Regions from separate parts of the Mus musculus genome. Here regions 1 and 2 are each linked to region 3. The links are chromatin contacts, called in public Hi-C maps. All regions are on one chromosome and are shown on one strand. The core of a region is the stretch at or near the end of the contact, and the rest is flanking DNA. Distances in the headings are between cores, read along the strand shown.

Evidence for each region. Hi-C and Micro-C count contacts between places; a contact is called where the count stands out from the background.
Region 1: a contact with region 3 is called in a Hi-C map of uterus, with 5 times the contacts expected there. The contact joins two enhancer-like sites. A contact is called at or near these places in 5 of 484 Hi-C or Micro-C datasets (cerebral cortex, nephron progenitors, reprogramming fibroblasts and 1 more) and 1 of 9 other capture datasets (embryonic stem cells).
Region 2: a contact with region 3 is called in a Hi-C map of uterus, with 6 times the contacts expected there. The contact joins two enhancer-like sites. A contact is called at or near these places in 2 of 484 Hi-C or Micro-C datasets (palatal mesenchyme and uterus).

Annotation. Positions count from the first base shown.
Region 1 is chr1:179,142,262-179,144,961 of GRCm38.p6, forward strand. The region is part of intron 5 of Smyd3 (SET and MYND domain containing 3); the gene reads right to left. Among named protein-coding and RNA genes, the nearest start is that of Gm31349, 180 kb to the right of the region's middle. Within about 2 kb of position 1,305, at least 29 of the 459 cell types and tissues checked have an H3K27ac peak or open chromatin away from gene starts, as enhancers often do. A contact at or near this core is called in uterus, where this site is marked.
Region 2 is chr1:179,231,228-179,233,927 of GRCm38.p6, forward strand. The region is part of intron 5 of Smyd3 (SET and MYND domain containing 3); the gene reads right to left. Among named protein-coding and RNA genes, the nearest start is that of Gm31349, 95 kb to the right of the region's middle. Within about 2 kb of position 1,299, at least 46 of the 459 cell types and tissues checked have an H3K27ac peak or open chromatin away from gene starts, as enhancers often do. A contact at or near this core is called in uterus, where this site is marked.
Region 3 is chr1:178,868,986-178,871,685 of GRCm38.p6, forward strand. Kif26b (kinesin family member 26B) reads left to right here. Exons shown (of 15, transcript NM_001161665.1): 7 at 361-454; 8 at 1,612-1,874. Among named protein-coding and RNA genes, the nearest start is that of Gm46249, 94 kb to the left of the region's middle. Within about 2 kb of position 1,321, at least 8 of the 459 cell types and tissues checked have an H3K27ac peak or open chromatin away from gene starts, as enhancers often do. A contact at or near this core is called in uterus, where this site is marked.

The DNA.
Region 1 (2,700 bases), core at 55-2,554, 270 kb after region 3:
TGGGATAGATGGGCAAAACATACCAGTTCTCACTCCATTAGGCTTCAGGGCATCCCAACAGGATGCTCTTACCCACTCTCAGGAGCCACAGTGGGGCATCTAGTGTATCTATGCGACCACAGTGCCATCTAGTGGAGTGGTGGAATTATTATTTTTTAATGACCTCTTCAGAACCATACAGGATCAAACCCACATTGAAAAGACTCCAGGCACTAAGTTAGGGTGACAGAACGCTCTTATCAATAAACATGCTCACAGATCTTGATGTCTTATAGGTTACTTCTCAAGACAAGGGAGGCATAGCTACAGTCTGACTTCAACACCATTCCATAGTTACCCTTTTGTGTTGGCTCCTTATCGAGACATTCAGTGAAAAAAGTCATAAGACAATAACACAGGCTTAGCATACACGTGAGGTATAGCTATCTCAGATATAGTCACTAACTAGGTCCTAATATCCATTTTCTGCGGCTTTTTACCACCCACAATTTCCGCATGAAACTCCCCAATAAGAAATACGACGACAGTGTAAGCCAGGCGTGGTGGCGCACTCCTTTAATCCCAGTACTCAGGAGGCAGAGGCAGGCGGATTTCTGAGTTTGAGGCCATATAAAACATGGGTCCCAAATGTGTCATCAGTATTTCTGTGTCTTCTGTTACTGATTCTGGGGAGCAAAACAGGGTGGGGGGTGCTAAAGTTCATACTCTGTTTGGCTTAGGTCTGAACTGGAATCCAGAACCACAGACTTGTTAGTCTCATGCCTGTGTGTGAGATGGGTGTGGTGCGAGGATTTCATGAGACAAGGTATCCTATCAGCAGAGGGAATGCTACAAGTTCATTTCCTTTCTGCTGCCTTCTGAACAGATCTCTCAGAGAAGTAACAAGTCTCAATTTTTAGTTGAGCTGCCAGAGTTACATTCCTTGCTTCTAACTGAGAGAAGGGGAAACCCTTCTGAAATCCTGACTCTCAACCCATCCGCCAGCCCAGTTTCTACTTGAAAGTCAACCAGTTAATGAGTGAGGGGTGCGGATGGAGTCCTGCCAGCCACAGTACCAGGAGAGTTCATAACACATTTGACTTTAATTCATGTGTACTGTAATCCTGTGGGTTAAAGGACCGTAAATGTTGTTCTGGTTTTTCTTATACTTCAAAGGAAGCAATTTAATGGCCATGAATTATAGTCCCTCCATTACAGCGTAACTAAGAAACACAACTGTTTCTCGTAGGATTGCCAATCTGGCTCCTTCACTAAAGGAACTTCAAGGCAAGAATTTAAACAAAGTAACGCATTCGGGCTCTCGGGCTTCCTCATGCTGTGGGATGCTCTGCTCTCAGGAGCCCTGAGAATCAGAGGTCACCCTGAAGGCTATGTAAGGTTGAGGCCTGGTTGAGCTGTGGATGGGCCAACTGGTAAGATGTGTGGATCTGTGTGTGTGTGTGGGGGGAGGGGGGACCATAAGATACAGTGAAAGGAAATACTGTTTCCCTGGGAGGCCCACGCGGTACAGGTGCTACCAGAAACAAAACAAAAGCGATAATATCATTTATTTAATAAATAGAAGCCACAGCAACATAAATAAAGGCCAGGCGTGTTGGGGGTATAACTGCAACCCTAGCCTAGCACTCAGGAAACTGAGACAGGAGAACTCAGGGTTTGAGGCTAGTCTGGGCTGTATAGTAAAACCCTGTCAGAAAAGGAAAAGAAAGGGAGGGCTGGGGGGCGGGGAGGGGAGGAAAAAAGAGGGAGATGTTTAACAAATATAAACTCCTCCTATCTTTTTGTCAACTGATAGTCCAACAGAAAGACCATAAACTATTCTCATTGCCCCAAGAACCAAGATACACAGCACAGCTTTTCCTTACGGTAACCAAAACAGCTCTGGAGGCTGAGAAGCGGTCGGCATATGGTGGAGCAATTTCATCATCACGACCTGGACTTGATTTGCAATCCTAATTCCTCAGCTCACTCCCTGTCAAGATTTAGACAACTTCCTTAAGCTCTGGTTTGCTCATCTACAGGAGACAGCACTCCATCTCCATACAGAGGCTGCCACGGAAGCAAAGACAAGATAATGTGAACTCGAGGAGATGAATGCAGCCTTGGGGAGTTCCAGTCCTCCAGCATGCTGAAAGCCAGCAGTCACCAGGCCAGGCTGGAGGACAAAAGGAGGAGGCAGAGTCGAAAGGATATTACAAGGAAACAAAACAATACACCCTAATGGCCCGTTTACTTACTGCTAGTCCTTCTCAAACAGAAAACAATGAACACTGACTGCACAGGTGAAAGGATGTGTGGTGGAGGCCTGGCATACAAAGATGTTACATAGTTTATGAGTGTGTGTGTGTGTGTGTGTGTGTGTGTGAGAGAGAGAGAGAGAGAGAGAGAGAGAGAGAGAGAGAGAGAGAGACCGAGAAAGACCCGCCTTTCTCCCATAAATTGAGGAAATATGTACAGAAAGTGGGCTGTGATACACAAACCATGTATAATTCTGACTACTCTTAAGGTTATTTTCAAAAGAATCCATGGGTACAGTTGTGTGACAAAGTGCTTGTGGAACACACGGAAAGCCCTGGGTTCTTTTTATCCCTGGGAGAGTAAAACACAATAAACCAAAAGGAGACTGGATTCAGCCAAAGTCTTCCTGGTGCTTGCATTGAGCAACCTTTAAACAGATGACAAATGCCGAGCCCCATCTCT
Region 2 (2,700 bases), core at 49-2,548, 360 kb after region 3:
CATGCCACATGCCCTTCCCCTTGGACAATGACACTTCTCACTTTGAAAGCAGCATTGAGACCAGTTACTTCATTCATAGCTTATCTATAAAGTGGGGCCGTAAGGACAAGCCACCAATAGATTAAATTTATCACAATATAAAATGTCACAGTGGGCTCCTCGCTTTCCTTATGGAGGACTACCAATAACTTGACCCCATGAGTCACAGTGGAGCAAGGGCTACCTGCTAGGACTACTCACTGTCCTTAACCTTAAAACCAGAAAATACTAAAATATCAGAAAGAAGCCCTGGGGTATGCAGCTGTCCTAGACCAGAGATAAAAAAAGATAGAATATTAATGAGAAGCCAGCCAGAGTTCACGTACAGTGTGTGAGCATAAACCATCCTCCTCAGATAAACATGACTTCAATTACGTCACATTTTAAAGGTCAAGGGCCTAAAGCCACCCAATCAGCCAGCTTAGACACTAATTCTATCATCAAAAGAACAGGGTTGTAAAAACAATATTTTAAAAACAAAGCCAGTGCCAAACCAAAATTAAGTCAAATGGCATTAACGTTCCTTTGTCTTAGCAAGAAATGAAACAGCTTTCCTTAGGGACCCTTTAATTCCAGCGGGCAAATGCGTTGCGATAAGCCATCAAAACACATGGGAGTGCATGCTTTTTATACAAGCACATGGAATGCCAGGAGAAAGCCAAGACCCATCAGGGTTATTTACCTGCAACAAATAATCCATTGCATTTGACTGTCACATCTGTGAACATCAAAATCCCCTAGTATTAGTCCTCTTGGCAACATCAGTATGGGGGGGGGGGGCCTGGCGGGAAGAAATCTGGGTTGTGTTACTTTAAACTTTTCTCTAATCACTTGGTGTTGAAAAAAATAAAAGGTGCTAATTTCAATTTTCATTTCCTATCAGTATACACTGCACAAGAGCTTGCATTGGAGGGAAGCAAATAAGGAAGTGGGTTTTCTAATCAGTCTCTCTGCCGCCCTCTTCTGTTTAACGGGAGTATAGCAGGCAGGCTCACCCACAGTCAGAAACCTCTCCAAGCCTGGCTGAACAGAAGGCCAGATCCAGCCTGGCAGCTCAGCTTGATAATTTCATTCTCTCAAGGAGCTGTTCATTTTGTGACTGAAATGCATTCGCGCACAATCTGAACTGTGAGGCCCATGTCAGGCTGTGCGAGGCAAAGCTCCAGTCCCTTCCTTGACACTGGAGAGAACGGGCATGGCTGTGTCCACTCAGGAGTGACAGTAATGAGAAACACTGTAAAGACTTGCTGCTGAGAGACAGTTCCCACTTGTCACGGAAGTGTGAGGCCCTGGGTTCCCTCCCAGGAGGCCGGGATGGAGGAACTGTGGGAGATTGGTGGGAGGAGGGAAGGGCCCTTTTGTCCTGTATGCAGCCAGCAACTTCCTGATTTTTTCCCCCACTGAGAACATGAATAATTGTGTGTGTGTGTGTGTGTGTGTGTGTGTGTGTGTGTGTGTGTTTTAAGTCTTTATATCCCCCAAACAATGGCATGACATCTTTTCTCCCCTTTAGTGAGATGTCTGCTCATTCTCCTAGAGGGCTTCTCTCATCTAAGAAGCTAAACATTTCGATACCGAGATTTCTAGTGCATTCCCAGATGACGAGTACCAACAACCTTAACCCAAACATACATCTTCCAAATGAAAGGGATTGTCAGGGATGAAATGCAGCATATGTACAGGTGTGTGTATGCGGGGGGGGGGGGGGCAGTCACTTGCCTGCCACAGGGCGACCTGAATGAGCTGCCCTGCAGCCATGGCTGTCCCTCTCAGGAGTGGTAGTGAGGAGAGACAGTGGGAAGAGAGTTATGCTGGGAGGCAATGACTCAGAAGAGCTTGCCTAGTGTGTGTGAGGCCCGAGGTCCATCCCCAGCACCAACACAACACAGCAGAACAATGGGGCCTTGACTTCTGTGTCTATTTCCTGCCCCAGCCTTCAGCCTGAGAAATACTTACAAGCCTGTATTTGACGACACTCCCCGGCAATACGGAATGCTGGTTGCTCTCCTTTATTCTCCCTTCTTCCTTCACCTCAATGTTTTGAATCTTAGACATTTGCTAAATAGAAATATTGTGTGAAGCTTGGGGGAATTTGCTTAAAACACACACTGTAAGTACCCTCTAAGGCTCTTTACTTCCCGGTTTTCCTCACTAAGATGAAATGGCTATTGCTCCATGGAGCCCTAAGTGCCATACAGGAACGCAGAGACAAAATTCACATGCAAGTATAGCCAAGACAAAAGCCAACTCACCCTGCGGAATCTCTGAGAATCTGCAGACACCACCCACCACTCCCACTGCTGGTCCCAGAAACGCTGCAAAGCAAACAATTGCTGACACTGGCAAGGGCTCTCTCTCTACCTGAGCTGTACCCAGCCCCTGGTTCCCCAGGCTGACCTCCAAGTCAACGTCTTCTTCCCTCAGCCTCGGGATTGTGGGGGTTACAGGCATGGCCACCATGACCAGATCTCTGAGGACTTCTTTGTTTTTTGAGATTATAATATAATTATATTATATCTCCACATCCCTTTTCTCCCTCCAGACTCTCTCACCACCTCTCCTTGCTCTTTTTCAAATCCATGGCCTCTTTTTCATTAATTGTTGTTCATGTGTGTACATCATGTTCGTATGTGTGTGGGTACATACATATGTATTCATAAA
Region 3 (2,700 bases), core at 71-2,570:
GTGTGTGTGTGTGTGTGTGTGTGTAAGGTTCTGGTGGACAGAGAGACAATAGAGAGTCAAGTTCCTTGCTGAGGAGGCTGACAGAGGGGACAAGGGTCCAGAACCCATCCCATTCTCTCACTGCAGCCTGTACCTACTTTAAGACTGGAGAGTGCTAAAGGAAGGTTTGTATTCAGTGTGTTTCACTGATAACATGGGTAGAAAGTCCCCAGTGTTTTTAAGTGGCAGAGGCTGGACCATCTGGGACTGTGGTGATGCTAGGACTCCAAGCCCCAGGAAGGCAGAGTCACTTCTATGTCATTGAGGTGCCTTAGGTGCTGCGCGGTGCATTTATCGAGTGCCTTGTCTTGTGTCTTCCAGGCTGAAGTTTGTGCTGGAACTGTGGCCGAAGTCATCCAGTCTGTGGTGAACGGGGCAGATGGCTGTGTGTTCTGTTTTGGCCATGCCAAGCTAGGTGAGTGGAAACTTGACTTCTGTCTTGTGCTGATCACTAGGTAACCTCATTCCTGTCTCGATATTGGTTCTAGATTCCTCGATGCGAGGGCAGGCTAAGTTCCCTTTTGGTACCAAACTGAGTGATAAAGAACAACCATGCCTGACTTTGAAACAATGTCAGTCCTAAGTGGACAGACCTATTCCCATAAGACAGCTTCAACTCCAAGAGGGGAATAACAGGATAACGAGGTCATAGGTCAAGGTCATAGTCAAGCCCAGGGAGTAGAGAAGCAGGGAAGGTGTTCATGTCTGTCTTGATCATGGGATGGATGTCTGGGAAGCAGATTCGGGTGGGTGGAGCCAATGGAGGAATCTCCAAGCAGAGTCCCACATGGGGGAAGCAAACCAAAGCTGTCCTTGGGCCAACATCCAGCCCTGTGAGGAGTGCTCCCTGTGAAAAGTCCTCCCCGTTTCAGCACTTGAGAAAGAAGCCACCAACTAGCGCTGCAAAACATTGGCTTAAATCCCCTGCTACATTCTCTTTCCAGTCCTGATCTCTCTGCCTCCCAGGCCTTGTCAGATGTACAGAAAGAGTTAGCAATTTCGGAAGCTTCTTGGTAGAAGAAATCATCCCAGAGCCTTGTAGAGGACACAGAGACCTCTCCCCTGTGACAGAGAGCCCATTCCACCCCACCCCCACTCCTTTCTTCACTTCTTGATCACAGATCAAAGCAGGGGTCCCGATTTTAATGGAATTTGCTCATGCTATTAAAAACAAAACAAAACAAAACCAAAGCAAACCAGCATTTAACTTGAGAAAGGATATAAAGCACGCATGTGTGGATTTAATCTGTGGGGTAGCTATAAAAAGGACTGTAATCGTGATGAAAAGCCCCAGCTTCCTACTTCATGTAGAACAAGCCCAAAGGCAGATAGCCTGTTTGAGGTCCTCTGCAAGGCCCCTTGTGACTTCACCCTGTCATTTGTTTGGGCTCTCACATTCTTTTATAGCTGCTTCACCTCCAGTATAAGGAAATGTTTGCTACTTTTCCGGTCTTTTCATTCTTTAGCTTGCCCTCGTCCCACTCCCCACACCTTCCTCCTGTATCCTCAGCATCTGCTTTTTGAAGCTCTAATGAGTGATGTCTGTGTGTCTCTCTTCCCCTGCTCCCACAGGGAAATCCTACACCATGATCGGAAGGGACGACTCTATGCAGAACCTGGGCATTATTCCATGTGCTATTTCTTGGCTGTTCAAGCTTATCAATGAGCGCAAAGAGAAGACGGGGGCCCGATTCTCAGTCCGCATCTCAGCCGTTGAGGTGTGGGGAAAAGAGGAGAACCTTCGAGACCTGTTGTCTGAGGTGGCCACGGGCAGCCTACAGGACGGGCAGTCCCCAGGCGTGTACCTCTGTGAAGACCCCATCTGTGGCACACAGGTGACTGGCTGCTTTGGAAGTTTGACTTAGCTGGGGGTGACTCCTCTCTACTTCAGAGGATGGGGCATCTCAGACCTGGAATCATTTACCATGTAAACTGGGAAATGCTTATGAGTGTTTACTTTAAAGTGGACGGGAACTTTATGGCCTGCAGCTGTGGGGCCATCTGCTCACCCAACCTAAATATTTGTACCTTGAATCTAATTGACAATGAGCAGGAACTGCAATTGTCATAGCATTTTGGGGGAGATTGAATCCACTTTCTTGATGCCTCTTTCAAGAATGAAAAAAAAAAAGTACAGTCTTTCTTTTGTTTAACAACAAACTGAAATATTTACTGCTGTGCACAAATAGCTGCAGCCATTACAGGGGCTGTTTATGGCTCTATAAACTGTGTTTCTGGCACTGCTTTACAGCCGGATTAGCAGTGCTGTGGGAAAAACTAGTAACCGATTTCTAATTAGAACCGTGATAGAATTGCTAGAACTATGGAAGCTGAGAGAAGTTCTTATTTGCCTTTTCAGGAAGTCAGGCCTTTTAAGGGGGCAGGGAGTCTTCCCTTTGCTGTTTAACATAGGGATCTCTCTGTGGCTCTCCCGGTTCATATCCGGAAAGTCCGTTCTGCCAGTTTCCTGCAGTATGCTTCCCAAAACGCCCCATCTTAGATAGGAGTCTCTGATAAATACCTGGCTCCTACCAGCTAGGTCATTTCTGTGAATGAGGATGCCCCAGAAACAATATTATACCCAACTCTCAAAGCCTGACCCTGCTTAGCCTCTGATCAGGGAACCTGGACCCTTCCAGTGTCCTTTAGAAATCTCTGTAG